Regions from separate parts of the Mus musculus genome. Here regions 1 and 3 are each linked to region 2. Evidence: chromatin contacts called from public HiChIP or PLAC-seq and promoter capture Hi-C data. All regions are on one chromosome and are shown on one strand. The core of a region is the stretch at or near the end of the contact, and the rest is flanking DNA. Distances in the headings are between cores, read along the strand shown.

Region 1 (4,519 bases), core at 1,711-4,210, 130 kb after region 2:
AATTTGACTCTACCACTATGACTAGTACCAGAAGTTTTATTATGATGGGAACTTTTACTCTCTGGTGTATCCCCAGCATCTGGAATAGGCTTTGACACATAGTAAACTTTCTACTAACATTTGTTGAGTGAATGAATACATATCATATTCAGCATTTTATTATAAAACAACCCCCAAATTATTACTGAGACAAATCTTAGCACTAGAAGCTCTGGAGATGTCACACCAGCATTATTAGCCACTAGATCAGTGATTCTCAACCTGTAGGTCATCATCCCTAGTAACCCTCTATCTCCAAAAAATATTTATATTATGGTTCATATGAGTAGTAAAATTAATAGTTATGAGGTAGCAACAAAAATAATTTTATGGTTGGAAATCCTCACAAGATGAGGAACTTATTTAAAAGTCACATCATTAGGGAGGTTGAGAACCACTTCTCTAGTTTCCTGATACTGTGATAAAAAAACATCCTGAGAAAAAGCAACTTGGAAGTGGATCAACCTGAGCTTAGAGTGCTACAGAGGGCAGAGCTGGAGAAGTGACCCCAACCCTTTGGAGGAGTCCAGAAGATCATGTGTGGGTTGCAGACATTGAAACAAGCTGTAACACTGGAGTTGCTTGGAGACCCCAAGATGTTTGAGATGCCAGAGCTGTGAGTTATCTGCTGAGGAAAGCTGGTAACAGGAAGTGGAACCAGCCCAGGAGAAAGAAGTTTGTTGCAGTCAACAAAGATGAAAAAAGGAGTTGGAGATCTGAAGACTGCTTTGACACCAGACATGGAGATGCAGAGTCTGGAGTTTGCCCAGCTGGTTTCCTGTTTTGCTTTGGGGAATTAGTTAAGTGACTGGATCAATCTCAGAAGAGTCTTTGAACTTCGGACTTTTAACATCGTTGAGACTGCTATTGACTATGGGAGTTTTAGAAGTTGGACTAAATGTATTTTTTATTATGCTATGGGTAGGTATGGCCCCCATATACTTTATGTTGGAACAAGCCTATGGAGGCCAGGGAATAAAATGTGGTTTGTATATGCTTGGCCCAGAGAGTGGCACTATTAGAGGGTATGGCCTTGTTGGAGTAGGTGTGTCAGTGTGGGTGTGGGCTTTAAGACCCTCATCATAAACTGGGTGTGGTGGCGCATGCCTTTAATCCCAGCACTTGGAAGGCAGAGGCAGACGAATTTCTGAGTTCGAGGCCAGTCTGGTTTACAAAGCGAGTTCCAGGACAGCCAGAGCTATACAGAGAAACCCTGTCTCGGAAAAAACAAAAACAAAAAAAAAAAGCCCCTCATCTTAGCTGCCTGGAAGCTAGCTAGTATTCTGCTAGCAGCCTTCAGATGAAGATGTAGCAGCTCCTCCTGCACCGCACCATGCCTGCCTGGATACTGCCATGTTCCTGCCTTGATGACTATGGACTGAACCTATGAACCTGTAAGTTAACTCTAATTAAATGTTGTCCTTGTAAGAGTTTGCCTTGGAAGGGAAGCAGAGACCATGGAGGTAGGCTAGTTACTGACTTGCTCTGGTTCATGCTCAGGTAGCTTTCTTAAGCAGCTTAGGCCCATGAGTCTATGTATGAATGGTGCTACCCACAACAGGCTGTGTCCTCCCATATCATTGACTAATCATGATAATCTTTCATAGACATGACCATAGGATAATTTGATCAGGGTAATTCCTTAATGGACATTGTTTCTTCACAAGTATTTCTAATTTATTTCAATGAAGTTGATAATACAAACTAGCCTGTAAGAGCAGAATAAAGAGATGAATCTATGATCCAAACCCCCAAATCTCACAGCTATTGTCCACCAGATAGTTAATATGGGCTGTGTCTCCAGGTTTGGAACCTTCTTGTTTAAATCTAAACCTATCCTCAATTTCTGGCCTGGGTTCTGGGATTCTTCAAGCTTCCAAAGGGATTGTCTTATATTTGTCTCCTATGTATCCTCAGTGTCTGTATGCTGTTAGGAACAGGTCAGTACTTAATAAATAAGTGCTGAGTGACTGAACTTTAAATATAAGTATGTTTGCAATGTCTGGAGTTGCATACTCTAACAACGGTGGAATTTAAGTCCATGGCTGGGGCTCTGTGACGGCTACCCTCACAGTATACTTTTGCTCTCTTTTTAGGCTCTTTGCAACATACTGCAGTCTAGGATTTAGCTGGGAAGAGAAGACTGTGCTGAATGAGGATGACAAGGTCTCCTCTGTGCTCTAGAGAGCCGCAGAGCATGGCTCAAGCTCTCACCCTTTCTGGCCTATCACCGGGAATAAAGCATCCCACCCTTTTTACCTACAGCATGTTACAATTACTTGAATGTAACTTTTATGGATAAACCGTTTACTTTTGTTTTTTCTGTTTCTGTCTCGTAAGTCCCTCCTTAAGGGCAGACTGGTTTCAACTTCTTTCATCATTAAGTTGTTCTTTAATATCTGAGCTGATCAGATAGCTCCCTCTACAGTCATCCTGGCATCTTTCTTTCTTTTTTTTCTTCCTTTCCTTTCTCCTGTAGTAGTATATTTTGTGAACAATAATTTCTAATACTTTTAAAGTCAACTTTCCAATTAGCAGAAGTGTTATCATCCTGTTTTTTTGTCTTTCCATAATCTACCACATTATAAGAACTTATGACATGATATTTGCAAATCTAATATAGTCTTTTCAACTTTTTCTAAACGTTCATATCACTAAAAATTTCCCTTATTGGTAAAAATTGGTTTCTGTATTAATCAGATTTATGGAAAGGAGCAACTAACAGAATATATGTACATATACATGATATGGAAATTTGCGTATATTATGAACAGACTCATACACATAAATTAAAGCACAACATACACATATGGGGGGAGGGAGAGAGAGAGAGAAAGAGAGACACTTGTAGACACCTCTCCTTACAAGGTTAGCCAGTTACAAGGTCTGCAGGGGCAGAAGTTCTCTCCGAGCAGAGTTCTTTTGTTCTATCCAGGAATTCAAATTGAGGGGCAGAGACCCATCCACAAAAGGAGACCATACTTTACTCTGCCTACCAATTCAAATGCTAATTTACCCAAAACACCCTCACAAACAAACCCAGAAAAATGTCTGACCCGGTGGTATCTGAACACCAGGAATGCAGATTGGAAGCAGCTGCTGAACGGAGTAAGTACAATGTCAGAAAATCTGTAGAGACAGAATTCTCAAGGTTATAGGTGACTACATTTAAGTTCAAGGACAAGGCCACTGGGTTCTGAAAACAGAATTGTCAGGAACAAGGCCTGACCTTGCTAGTTGAATGTAGATGACAAAGCCAGACATCTGGTTTGGGACCCACTCTAGAACCAAAATATCTTGTAAAACCGATTTCCTCTTCACTATGGTTTCCTTACATAAAAAATGGAAGAGTAGTACTACTTATTTCATAGGTCTGTTGAAAAGCTCAAGTTAATACATGTAAGTTATAATAACATATATGTATATAATAATGTTATATATAACATGCATACCATATATAAAACATATATAAGTATGTATTGCTACTATAACATATATTATATATTTGTTAATATATCAATCTTAGCAAAAAGTAAGCTTTACAATGTACTTGCCATTTTCTAAATTATCTAAATAGAAAACAACGCAGAAGACTATAATTATAGAAATAATTCCTTCCAAGATCACTATATCATAGTAAACCTGACTTCCCTTACAAAATCACTGTATCATAAATCTTTGACTTGAGAAAAACAAAGTCTGATTCTTAGAATAAAAGAGCTCTCTGCCTAGAGTTGGGGAAATGCCTCTGTGGTTAAGAGTACTTGCATGCAGTACTCCCAAGGAGGGCAGAATAGTGTTGGATCCCTTGGAACTCAAATTACAGATGGTTGTGGGCTTCCATATGGGAGCTAGGAATCAAACCTGGGTTCTCTGCAAGAACAACACATGTTCATAACCACTGAGCAATCTCTGAGGTCAAACATTTATTTTGATATAGTGAAGAACACTTTGGGCCAAGGTAGGAGAGATTTAAATGCTCACTATACTGACTTCTTTCCCAAGCCCTGGTAACTGACTACTCCCTCTAGTACACTTCAATAGAGCTATACAAGAGAAGGCTAGGACTAGATCATTCCTAGTTGAGTTCCACTGTGTGATCCACAAAAGGAGGGATCAGTCCTGGGAACTAGGATTTCATAAATATCTGATTGCTTGGAGAATGAAGAAAACTTAAAAGAATGAAATGACATTGAAAGGACGATGACCCCACTGGCATGGGTAGAGTGAATGGAAGCCAGCACCCCAAGAAATCTCCTAAGAAAGACCACGCAATGGCTACAGTCTATATTAACTATTTTTAAATGTTATGTACAATACAAAAAACTATACTGAAGACGCAGTTCAAGATGGCAGATTGAATACATTCTTGCCTTCTTTAATCTCTAAACTCCAAACCATAGATGAATAAACCAGCAATGAGAACAGAAGGCAGAAAGAGTGAGAACGGCCCACCCAGCCCCACAAAAGTGTTTAACAT
Region 2 (4,920 bases), core at 1,166-3,665:
AGAATTACTGTGAGCAAGGTGAGGAAGGGAGAGGGATGGGGAGGTCTGGACTGAGCAGATGTGCCCTGAAAGAGAGGGTGGTGTGTTAAATGCATCTTTGGCTATAAATTCCTCCCACTTTCTTAATTTCAGGGCCCTTCTCCTGTCTCAAGCTCAGGCTACTTCCTGACACAATGAAAAGAGCCAGAGGGGCAGGAGCTACCTCAAAGCCATGTGCCCTAGTTTAAGCAGAACACAGCTTTCAGGAAGTCAGGGAACAGCAAGACAGTCATTGAAAGCAATTTCCCAGTTCAGGAACCAGAGTTCCTCTTGTAAGGAGTATGCTTGGGACTCTTCCTTCAGGCCCACCCAGTGTGGAAACTGGGAGAGTCTAGGCACATGGGAAGCAGTCACTTCATTAAATGGAAGAGAGAGAGAACTGACCAGAAAGATGTGGCTTATTAAAGCCCAATTCAGAGACAGGCTGCATCCCCCTTCTCTTGTAAAGCCAAAGATGACAACTTGTCTGAGATAACAAGGAAAATCTGCTTCACAGGGGCAGGAACACAAAGAGAGGTGTCAGTACTAACATGAGCTTTGGGAAAAGTGTGTTAATAATGAGCTTGGTCCTGCTATGTAAGCACAGAACACCCCACACTCAGAGCATCTTTCTGGGATTCCTGGGGGGAGGTGAGGCACTTCCATTCATATCTGTGGTCTGTGGGGCACACGCTCATCCATCAAAGAGCCACTCAGAAGCTGGACAACCAAGCCTCCAGGGAAATCACTGCAATCTGTAGTTCTCCACTTAATTCTCCCCTTTGGAGTAAAAGATTGGAGATCATTTGAGAAATTTATTAATGTAACCATGAGCATGAAAAAAAAATAGATCCTCTGAGTACAGAAAAATGTGACAAACTTTTAACACCTGCCTTTGCCACACACACTGAGCATTGTCCTATTAAAGGTAGGTTGTTTAAATGGGCTCGTTCCTAGTTAAAAGTCAAGTCACTCTTTATCCTTTGTAAATGTATTTTTATAGAATGAACTGGCTTGAAATGAGAAATGCTCACATTTACTTGTTTGCACAGCAATTGCTTATTGCCAATGTCTGCACACAGGAACATCAAGGCAAAGGCCATTCTTTCATCCCTCTTTTAACAGTCTAACCATGATTTGCCTTTTAACATTTAAAACACTTAGACTGGAAAAATATTCGAGATTATGAGTCCTCCAGCCTAGAAGATGCTCAGGAAATATCCAAAAGGAATGAATGCATCTTTCCAGTGCCCAATGATGAGTAAGAAAACAGTAGGACTTGCAAACTGCTCAAATAAAACACCTTCCTCTGACCTTAATTGGTCAGATGCCAAAGTAAGCGAACTTTACAAAGTTAGGAGCCTCACAACTTTCACTAGGACAACTGCCAGCTGCAGCAAGCCCACCACTCTAGTGTGCCAAGCTATCACTGCGAGACAAACTGGGAGCCAAGGCCTCATTGCCTAAGCACCTTGAGACATGAAAGGAGAGGGTTCAGGCCCAGCCGCTCTAGTCGTGTGACTCTGGGGCCCGGCCCCAGACAAGATCTTGTCTGGTCCTTTCCACAGTAGAGCCTGGGGGGAAACTGGGCACTCAGGTTGAGCAGCTTCGGGTGGAAATCAGCCCGGCTGTGCCAAACTCCCAACTTCACAGAGTTTCCTTGGCTCTCAGATCCCACTCCCAGCTCCGAGGCCTCCGTGGCCTCGCCTGGCTCCCGGGCGCTCGCGAGTGAAGTGGCGGGCGCAGCCCCGAGCTCAGGAGCCGCCCCCAGGAGCCCAGCGCAGGTGGCGGGCGTGGTTCCTCCAAGCCTGCCCCAGCCCACCCTGGCTCGGCCTCCGCGCGGCAGCCTCCGCCCGAGTTCGCCGGGTTCCAGCATCAGGCCGTGGTGCGCTGGTTGTGGAGACCTACTTGGGCTCAATGGTCACCCATTGCCCTCCTCCAGTCTGCGTCGCTCTCCTGCCTCAGGCCCTGGCTAGGTCCCCAAGTCCCCATTTCAGGGCCCTCGAGTCGCGCCCGCCAGCGGCGGCGGCCGCGCTTACCTGGGTCGCGGAGCCGGGGTCTGGCACGGTCCCGCAGGTGGTAGATGAAATCTTGGCAGCTGTCGTGCTCCAGGGCCCCTCGGGCACAGAGCTCGGCCAGCAGCTGCAGCGCCTGGTGACAGAGCGCGTCCCTGGCCCCGGGCATCGCCCCCCCGCATCCTCGGACCGCGCCGGGCAGGCGGGCGCGGGAGAAAGCCCTCCGCCTGCCAGCTCAGAGCTGCCGCCGCCGCCGCCGCCACCGGCCGGTCCGCGCTCCCCACCCGAGCCGCAGCGCCAGCCGGGTCGGCCTCCCACCGGTTGCATGCAGCTCTCGGAGAGCCGCTCGCTCGGGCTTTCTCCGTCTCCCGCGCGGCCCCTCGTCCCTCCCTCGGCGCGGAGGGGAGGCGGCGCCGCACAGCCCAGCGCGCCTCTCCGCGCTCCGCCCGCTACTCGCGGCCGCCGGGGGCGGGGCCGGGTCAGGGGTGCGCGCCGCGGGCGGGGGTTTGCCGCGGCCGCCGCAGAGCAGGCGCGCCAGGTAGGGACCCGGGACGGGGGCGCTCGCCCACTGCAGGAGAAGCGCCTGATTCCGCTCCGGACCCTGCGCTGTGAGCGGCCGCGCCCAGGATCAGGAAGTACGAGCTGGTGCGCGTGCTAGACGCTCTTGGCACCCCATTTCTCCGCCCAGATGCAAACCTAGCATCCCTCAGGGCTCTGGAGCCACGCGTGGGTCCAAAGCACGTTCTCGGTTGTATGGAGCGAAGGCTGGAGGGTAGACTACACCTGCCGAGATCTCAGTACCTTCTTTAAACTTGGAAAGCGCGGTCTGAGCAGAAACCGCGGGCCCAGGGGTGTCACGCGCCCAAATGCGGGGTTTAGAGCCAAGATTTTCCAACAAAGAATGGATGCACAGCGTGATGGTGATTTGGAGAAGGTGGAGGCTCAGATAAGAAATGAGGACAGATGTATGGCCCTCCGGAAAGACGCTGAGGCTCACCTGGAGCTTTGCAGGTCCTGATTGGTTTTCTAAGAAGCTGATTGGAAATGCGAAGGTTGCCAGCATTTCCCTGGCACAGGAGACAGAGGATCCAGAATTTGTGGATGTTTGGAAAGACCTCAGTCACCTCTCATCTACCCATCTCTTCATTTTTTTAGGCACTCAGCCCAGAAATAACCACAAATTATTTAGCTTGTTTGTGTGCCCAAGGCACTGTGCCACAGCCTTTTGTATAGTTTCATTTAATTCTCTAGATAGAGAGCCTTAAACGTGTGTGTGTGTGTGTGTGTGTGTGTGTGTGTGTGTGTGTGTGTGTGATCTCCACGCTGCCACTAAAACAACAGACTCAAGAGAGGTGGTACTTGCCTAAGTTCATAAGAGACTTCTCCCCCACCCTCTCTCTCCCTGCCTCTCATCCACCCGCTCCTCTTTTTCTTTCTCCCTGATTCTCTTACATATTTATGTAATCCTAATGTCAAACTTCATTCTAGAACAATTAGCTAGGACTCTTACCCATAAGGATGTGCTGTCTAAGAATCATATTGCAAATAAGGAATATTTGCTCAACAGACAAAACTTGAAGTTGTGTGGTGAGCAGTGCTGGGTTTGGTGGAGTTTATATTAGAGTAATAGAGAATGGGCAGCTGTAGTTATAAAGGTAAATCCAGATAGCTGTGGAAAGGCACGTAGAGTCTATTTTGGGTTTCTATTTTTAGTTTGTTTGGTTTTTTTTTTTTTTCCCCACTTCCTAAACTTTTTCCTTTAAAACTAAGGCCCAGGGCTGGGGTGCAGATTAATTGGAAGAGTTGCTTATCTACCATACTCAAGGCTCTGGATTTCATCTAGAAACAAACAAACCCAGTATAGTGGCATAAGCCTGCAATCCGAGTGCTCTGAGGTTCAAGGTCATCCTTGGCTACATTCTGAAGTAGTCTGGGCAACACATGCCTCAAACAAACAAACAAAAACACCTAAGACAAACACAGCACACTGTGAAGGAGGGAACCAGCTGAGAACGAGCCAGTCCAGGAGACTGAGCAGGTGCTCTTCCAAAGGGGGGGAGGGTGGAGGGGGGACCACCAATGGCCATGACGCAGAGAAGGATGGTGTATGAAGAGGGGAAGTGCTTGTTCAAACCAATAGCAGTGTAACTCTTATGAGATGATGTCAGAAAGCTGAAAGCTGTGAATTCCGTTAGTAATAACTGGAAGAGATTAAAATCTGGTGATAGCCTAGACCAGACAGAAGCAAATGCTGACTTGGGAAACAGTCAAATTTGAAAGGCATTTTAAATATTAGGAAGACTGTAATGGATAGAATCTGAAAGAAAGAAAAGTAGCAACATGTGAAGAGGGGTGCTGGGTTTGGTAGCCCAAACTTGTAATCTCAGTCCTCAGAAAAGTAGAGGCAGAAGAATTCATTCAAGTTCAAAGCCAGCCAGGTCTTCATAGCAAGTTTCAAGCTAGCCAGAGATACACAGTAAGACTCAAAATATAAAACATGAAAAACAATTTGCACCCTAAAATAAAACAGAAAAACAAACCACAACATAAAAAACCCTCTGAAATCTCCCCAGATTCAAAAGCATACCTGGGACATATGTGGGTCTCTAGTGGCACATAGATGTTAGCCTAGAGCTGCATGACAGGGGTCTGTGGTCATTAATGGGAAAGAGAAAGTGAGTTGCCACATGGAAGGTTACTCCCAGGAGAGGTGGCTAGGAGATAACTCCAGCCTTTAAAGATAACTCAACAAGAGGATGAAAAGTAGCAATTAGAAGAATTAGAAGGCAATGTACAGAAGTCCAAGGAGGACTTTGATAGAAGTGATTGACAACCGTCAGGTTTAGAGTTTAAAGGTAGAGGGGAATCTCAGGTATGTCCTTAGAGC
Region 3 (4,720 bases), core at 859-3,358, 200 kb before region 2:
AAGAGAAAGAGATAGAGACAGGAAAAGTAGTTGAGAAGACAGAGACAGAGACAGAGAGATGGAGAGACAATGGATATTAATAATTCACAAGTCTCTATTTCCCCTTTCTTGCTCCCCCACATTCGCCTTGCAGACAGGCCCTGTATCCGTGTGTTGTCAAGCCTCTGCACTGGCCAGAAATGCTGCTGCCTGGGATTTGTCTCTTCACCACCAGCCAGAACCTAATGGTCAAAGAAGGACCTATCTTTATCTTCTACAGATCAAACATATCTACACAGCTACAGAGCTACAGGGGGCAGAAATGCTGCAAGGCAGTTTGTCTGCAGACACCCTCTGGCAGGACCACGGGGTAATGCACACGAGTTTAGCTGCTGCCAAAGCCCGAGCACAGTTTTGGCATTTTAGGCAGGTGAGGTTGGCAGCATGTCCAGGAAGGGAGCAAGAAGTGCTGTATGAGGCCCAGGGCCTGGGAGTGCCTTATCTACAGATTCCAGGCCTCCACCTGCTGGATGGACAGTATGAAAAACCACCTTTGGATTGTTCGTTCCATGCCCTTATTTTACTGAAACTATAGATAGATGGCCCCATCATTTGGGCTTACAGATTTTTTTTCAGGAAAATATAGAAAATAAATATTTGAGATAAGACAGTCATAGACAGAAGATGCATAATATGCCAATTCAACTTGCATAAGAGCAAAGCATTGCAAAGTAGAAGATTAAATTTATTCCTAAAAACCTGACTGGCCTATAAAAATATTGAATTTTGTTCACTTGTTGTTTTGCTTTGGTATAGAGTCCCACTTAGTCTAAACTGGCTTCAAACTTCCTGTTTAGCCAAAGATGACTCTGAAGCCCCTGATCCTCCTGCCTCCACTCCCTGAGTACTGCTGTTACAGCTGATATCATAAAACATACCTGGTTTCTGCAGTGATGAGCCTTGAACCCCAGGCTCCTGCACGCTAGGCTAGTTCTTACCAATTGAGTCATGTTCCCGACCCTGGGTTTTTGACTGTTCTAACAAAGTTCTACCTCAAATGCTCTCACTCTGTTTAACATTGCTGGGAAATCTCATTTCCAAACCCAAGTCCAGTTAGGAATAAAAAGCAAAAATCTATGGTGAGCCTCCATATGTAACACCACATTGTCTTATATTCACTTAACAGTTTATCATAAAAAGGAAAAGAGAAAAGCTGGAATCACTTAGCATCCCTATATAGTAAAAGATGAAGAAAACATGACTAGAGTTCTAATTCATACATTGAAGACTGAACTATTTGGTTTTGAATGTTCAACAACCTGAGAATTTACTCAGTGAGTTAGGCTATGTTCTGAGTATGGATTAATGACCCAAATAAAACATCCCTAATTTGAAATCTCTTTATTAAATCTGCAGAGTATCATTTGAACCTAAATTCTATCACTATGTCCATTTTATAGGTTAGAAAAACTGCCAGGGGAAAGTACAAGCGGCCTGCAATGGAGGTGGCATCTGAGCTGCTAGGCTATGCACATCTGTAAATGTCATCTTAGCAGTGATTCATTCTGTATCAGGAAGACATGCACCCTAGTTGACAGCAAAGTGGGGGCACAGCAGAGTGACTTCCAAGAGGCATACTCCCTGTGAAGGGAAGACAGGTCACCTACCTCGAGGACTTGGAAGCGCTGGTAGATGTAGTGTACCATGGCTGGGTCCTGGGCATGTTGTGGTGGGGGCAGAAATGCTGCAAGGAAGAGAACCAGGGAAGCAGAAGCTTCTTGAAGGGCCACCACCATCCTGCACACTTCCCAGGAACTCTGGTTCTCTAAAACGACTCAGGGGTCCGGGTGGTGATCTCTGGTTTTCTGTCTGCTGCTGTGGCAATTCCTTGGAAAACAACGCTTTGCATAGCCAGAGAGAACAAAGTCCGCTTGTTATTCTACCCGGTGCATGATCTCAGTTTCAAGCTGGTGATCAAGTCCAGCTGTTGGCAAGCCAGTCTCTGCAGGCCTTACGTGTTCACTTGGTTGCAGAGAGCTCCGGGGGTCCAGTGTCTGCTGCCCTCAGCTTGGCCATGCACAGACCCTCTCCAGGCTAATGGCTACTTACAGCTTCCAGGTTCAGAGTGTACGGGTTGGGGAAGGGGAGGGGAGGTCTTTTCTCCTCTCCCCTCCCCCAACTCTTTTACTTTTGGTTCCCTCCTCCTTAATAGACTGTGCAGTCCAATCGCAGGCCTAGCTCAACACAGGCCACCCCCCAAGGTCTCAGTGTTGGAATTTCAGTTCAGTTTCTGGCAGAAATTCCTAGGATCTTTTTCCAAGAAGTTCTGTTAGGAGACCCCACCTCTGTTTCTTGCATTCTCGTAGCTCTTAAAGGCATAGCAAGGAAATGTGAATGCTGATCTATGCCATCTCAGAAAAGTGTACAGGGCAGCATTGCTCTGTGGGCAGAGGGGTACAGTGGGCACAGGCCTGGCTACCCAGACCAACAGCTGAGAATTGTCAGGATTGAACTTAGAAGAAAAAAATTTTTTTCCTTTTTCTTTAGATTTATTTTTTAATTCATGTACACATGTATGCATGAAAATATGGGGCCCACAGTGGCCAGAACGTGGCCTCAGAGATTCCTGGGTCCAGAGTTACAATCTCTCTGATATGATTCCTGGGAACTGAACTCCAGTCCTCTGCAAGAGCAGCAGGTGCTTCTAACCACTGAGCCATCTCTCCTGGCCCAGAAGAAAATTTTTAGGATGAGAATGAATGATTGACACAGTGGTTTTTGGGACACTGAGTCATCAGGAAATGTAATCCCACTGTGAGAAAGTCCTCGAGTTTCCCATCATCAGTGTCAGAATTCCCATTAGCAGCAGCCTGGAAACCAGACCCTCAGGCCAGCTAAAGAGAAATCCCGTTGCTGGAGCAAAGCCATAAAACCTTCCATGTTTATGTTTCCTGTGCTAGTGCCTCCCCACCTTTACCTCTTTTTCCATAGGCAGGCCCAGGACCCCACCTCCATCTTCTGTTCTGTTTTATTTTGCATTGTTAATGAATCACTTTTTAAAATAGGGGAAATTGGAGCATTTATGGAATATGGAAAGAGCCCTGGTCGGGAGGTAGAAGACCTGAGTTTGCATTTGATCCATACACAAGTAGCTGAAATCTAAAATCTGAACATTTCTTATTGGTAGCTCTTGAATATCCTAGTTCTTAATAGATGTTCCTCTCTCCTCTTCTTTGATATGATTTTGGTCGCTAACTGGTTCTTCCCTATATCCTTGGTAATGTTCCAAGCACCATCTCCTTATTGTTAAGAACAATTGCTCTTGTTTCAGAGAACCATCTTTGAACTCCTTCCAAAACTGCCTGAACTTTAGCTAACTTCTCTTACATCCTTATTTAAAAACAAAACAAAACCAAAACCAAACTGCCTCGGACATCTGTGTCTTTCTTCCCACATATTAGTGCAGTCCTTAGTATCAGAGAAATCTCTCTCCCAAGAGATGGTGGTTAACACAGAAGCTCACAAGTGAGCAAACTACCAAGAAATCAATGACTGTAGCAAACTAAGCTACAAGTGGGACATGTATGTCACAGCCTTGCCCCAAGGCTCAAGTACCATCAGGAAAGAGGGAACAGGAAGATTATAAAAGCCAGATTTTGAAGAGGACTAGAGAAAAACAGCATCTTTTGGAGATGATAGGACTTCTGCACACATTAATTCACAGAAGGCATGGTTGCCTGCACAAGATCTGCACAAGATCAAGTCAGTCATCTTCCAGCATGGAATAGGAAGAGGTTTGTGAACTCCCACCCCTAACTGAGGAGCCATGGACAGCTGATGGCATCTTAGGTGAAGAGAGTCAGTTTTCTCTAAGGCTCTGGCTCCTTGTCAGTCCATCATGCTCCAGTGGATAGCCCTAGATCTAGAGCTATATGGACAGCACATATTGAAGTTGATGGGTTATTTAAAAAATTCTGAGGACTCAGATCAGCAGTAAATTAGCAAGCCCACTGCCTGGTTCCATCTCCAGCATCAATTAAAAAAAAAAATCTATCTGACTCAGTCTTCTTATCAAAGAGGGAATGCTCTCCCCAAAGTGTCTTTTCTTCCACAAATGCCTTAAATCCTACCCATGGGATTTTGAGTTAAGACGGAAAAGATTCAGAGGAGGAAGTCCTTGGTATATCACAATCAACACTGTGTATGACAGTGCATACCCCTCCTCTGGTCTTCCTATAATATATGTGCATTATTATTATTATTATTTTTTACCAAGCAAGCACGTGTACACAGTGAAGCCTAAAGACCCCCCTCCCCCGCCCCCAAGCAGTTAGTGAAGAGGTATCTCCTTGCTTAAACCTCAGCTGTTTCCAAGTTCTCAGGATCACTCTTGCCTTACTGTCACTCCTGCTTTTTGAAGGTGTGGACTCCAGCCTGACTGACCCACACTTGGAAGGGACTCCTGTCTCTGCCTGTTAGTGACTCAGGCCCCTGCCTCTCTCTGTAGTCATCAGGTTCCCAGGGAAAAGCTTAACTTCTGACTGGCCATAACTGTTCTATTCTAGAGATTTTAATTCCTTCAAATCCCAAACAGAGATATAAAATCCTATGCAAGCCCCTCTAAACATTAGAACAAGTGAGACAGAGGACAGATTCCTGGTGTGTGTGTGTGTGTGTGTGTGTGTGCGTGTGCGTGTGCGTGTGCGTGTGCGTGTGTGTGTGTGTGTGTGTGACAAGAGAG

What was found. Promoter capture Hi-C pulls out the DNA fragments that hold promoters and counts their contacts. HiChIP or PLAC-seq counts read pairs in DNA pulled down with a chosen protein or histone mark.
Region 1: a contact with region 2 is called in an H3K27ac HiChIP or PLAC-seq map of embryonic stem cells, with 8 read pairs. The contact joins the enhancer-like site here to the promoter of Syt9 in region 2. A contact is called at or near these places in 3 of 39 promoter capture datasets (hippocampal neurons and liver), 6 of 484 Hi-C or Micro-C datasets (cerebellar granule neurons, cerebellum, cortical neurons and 2 more), 7 of 115 datasets of contacts at active chromatin or transcription factors (embryonic stem cells, forebrain and stem cell-derived neural progenitor cells) and 1 of 9 other capture datasets (pancreatic islet).
Region 3: a contact with region 2 is called in a promoter capture Hi-C map of liver, with 3 times the contacts expected there. The contact joins the promoter of Olfml1 here to the promoter of Syt9 in region 2. A contact is called at or near these places in 7 of 39 promoter capture datasets (cranial neural crest, embryonic stem cells, hippocampal neurons and 3 more), 5 of 484 Hi-C or Micro-C datasets (embryonic stem cells and uterus), 5 of 115 datasets of contacts at active chromatin or transcription factors (embryonic stem cells and stem cell-derived neural progenitor cells) and 1 of 9 other capture datasets (adipose tissue).

The regions. Positions count from the first base shown.
Region 1 is chr7:107,235,617-107,240,135 of GRCm38.p6, reverse strand. No RefSeq gene overlaps it. Among named protein-coding and RNA genes, the nearest start is that of Rbmxl2, 28 kb to the right of the region's middle. Within about 2 kb of position 2,960, at least 15 of the 459 cell types and tissues checked have an H3K27ac peak or open chromatin away from gene starts, as enhancers often do. A contact at or near this core is called in embryonic stem cells, where this site is marked.
Region 2 is chr7:107,368,285-107,373,204 of GRCm38.p6, reverse strand. Syt9 (synaptotagmin IX) reads right to left here and starts at 2,415. Exons shown (of 7, transcript NM_021889.4): 1 at 2,058-2,415. The coding sequence starts at 2,202.
Region 3 is chr7:107,564,821-107,569,540 of GRCm38.p6, reverse strand. It overlaps Olfml1 (olfactomedin-like 1), which reads right to left and starts at 2,108. Exons shown (of 3, transcript NM_172907.3): 1 at 1,647-2,108. The coding sequence starts at 1,775.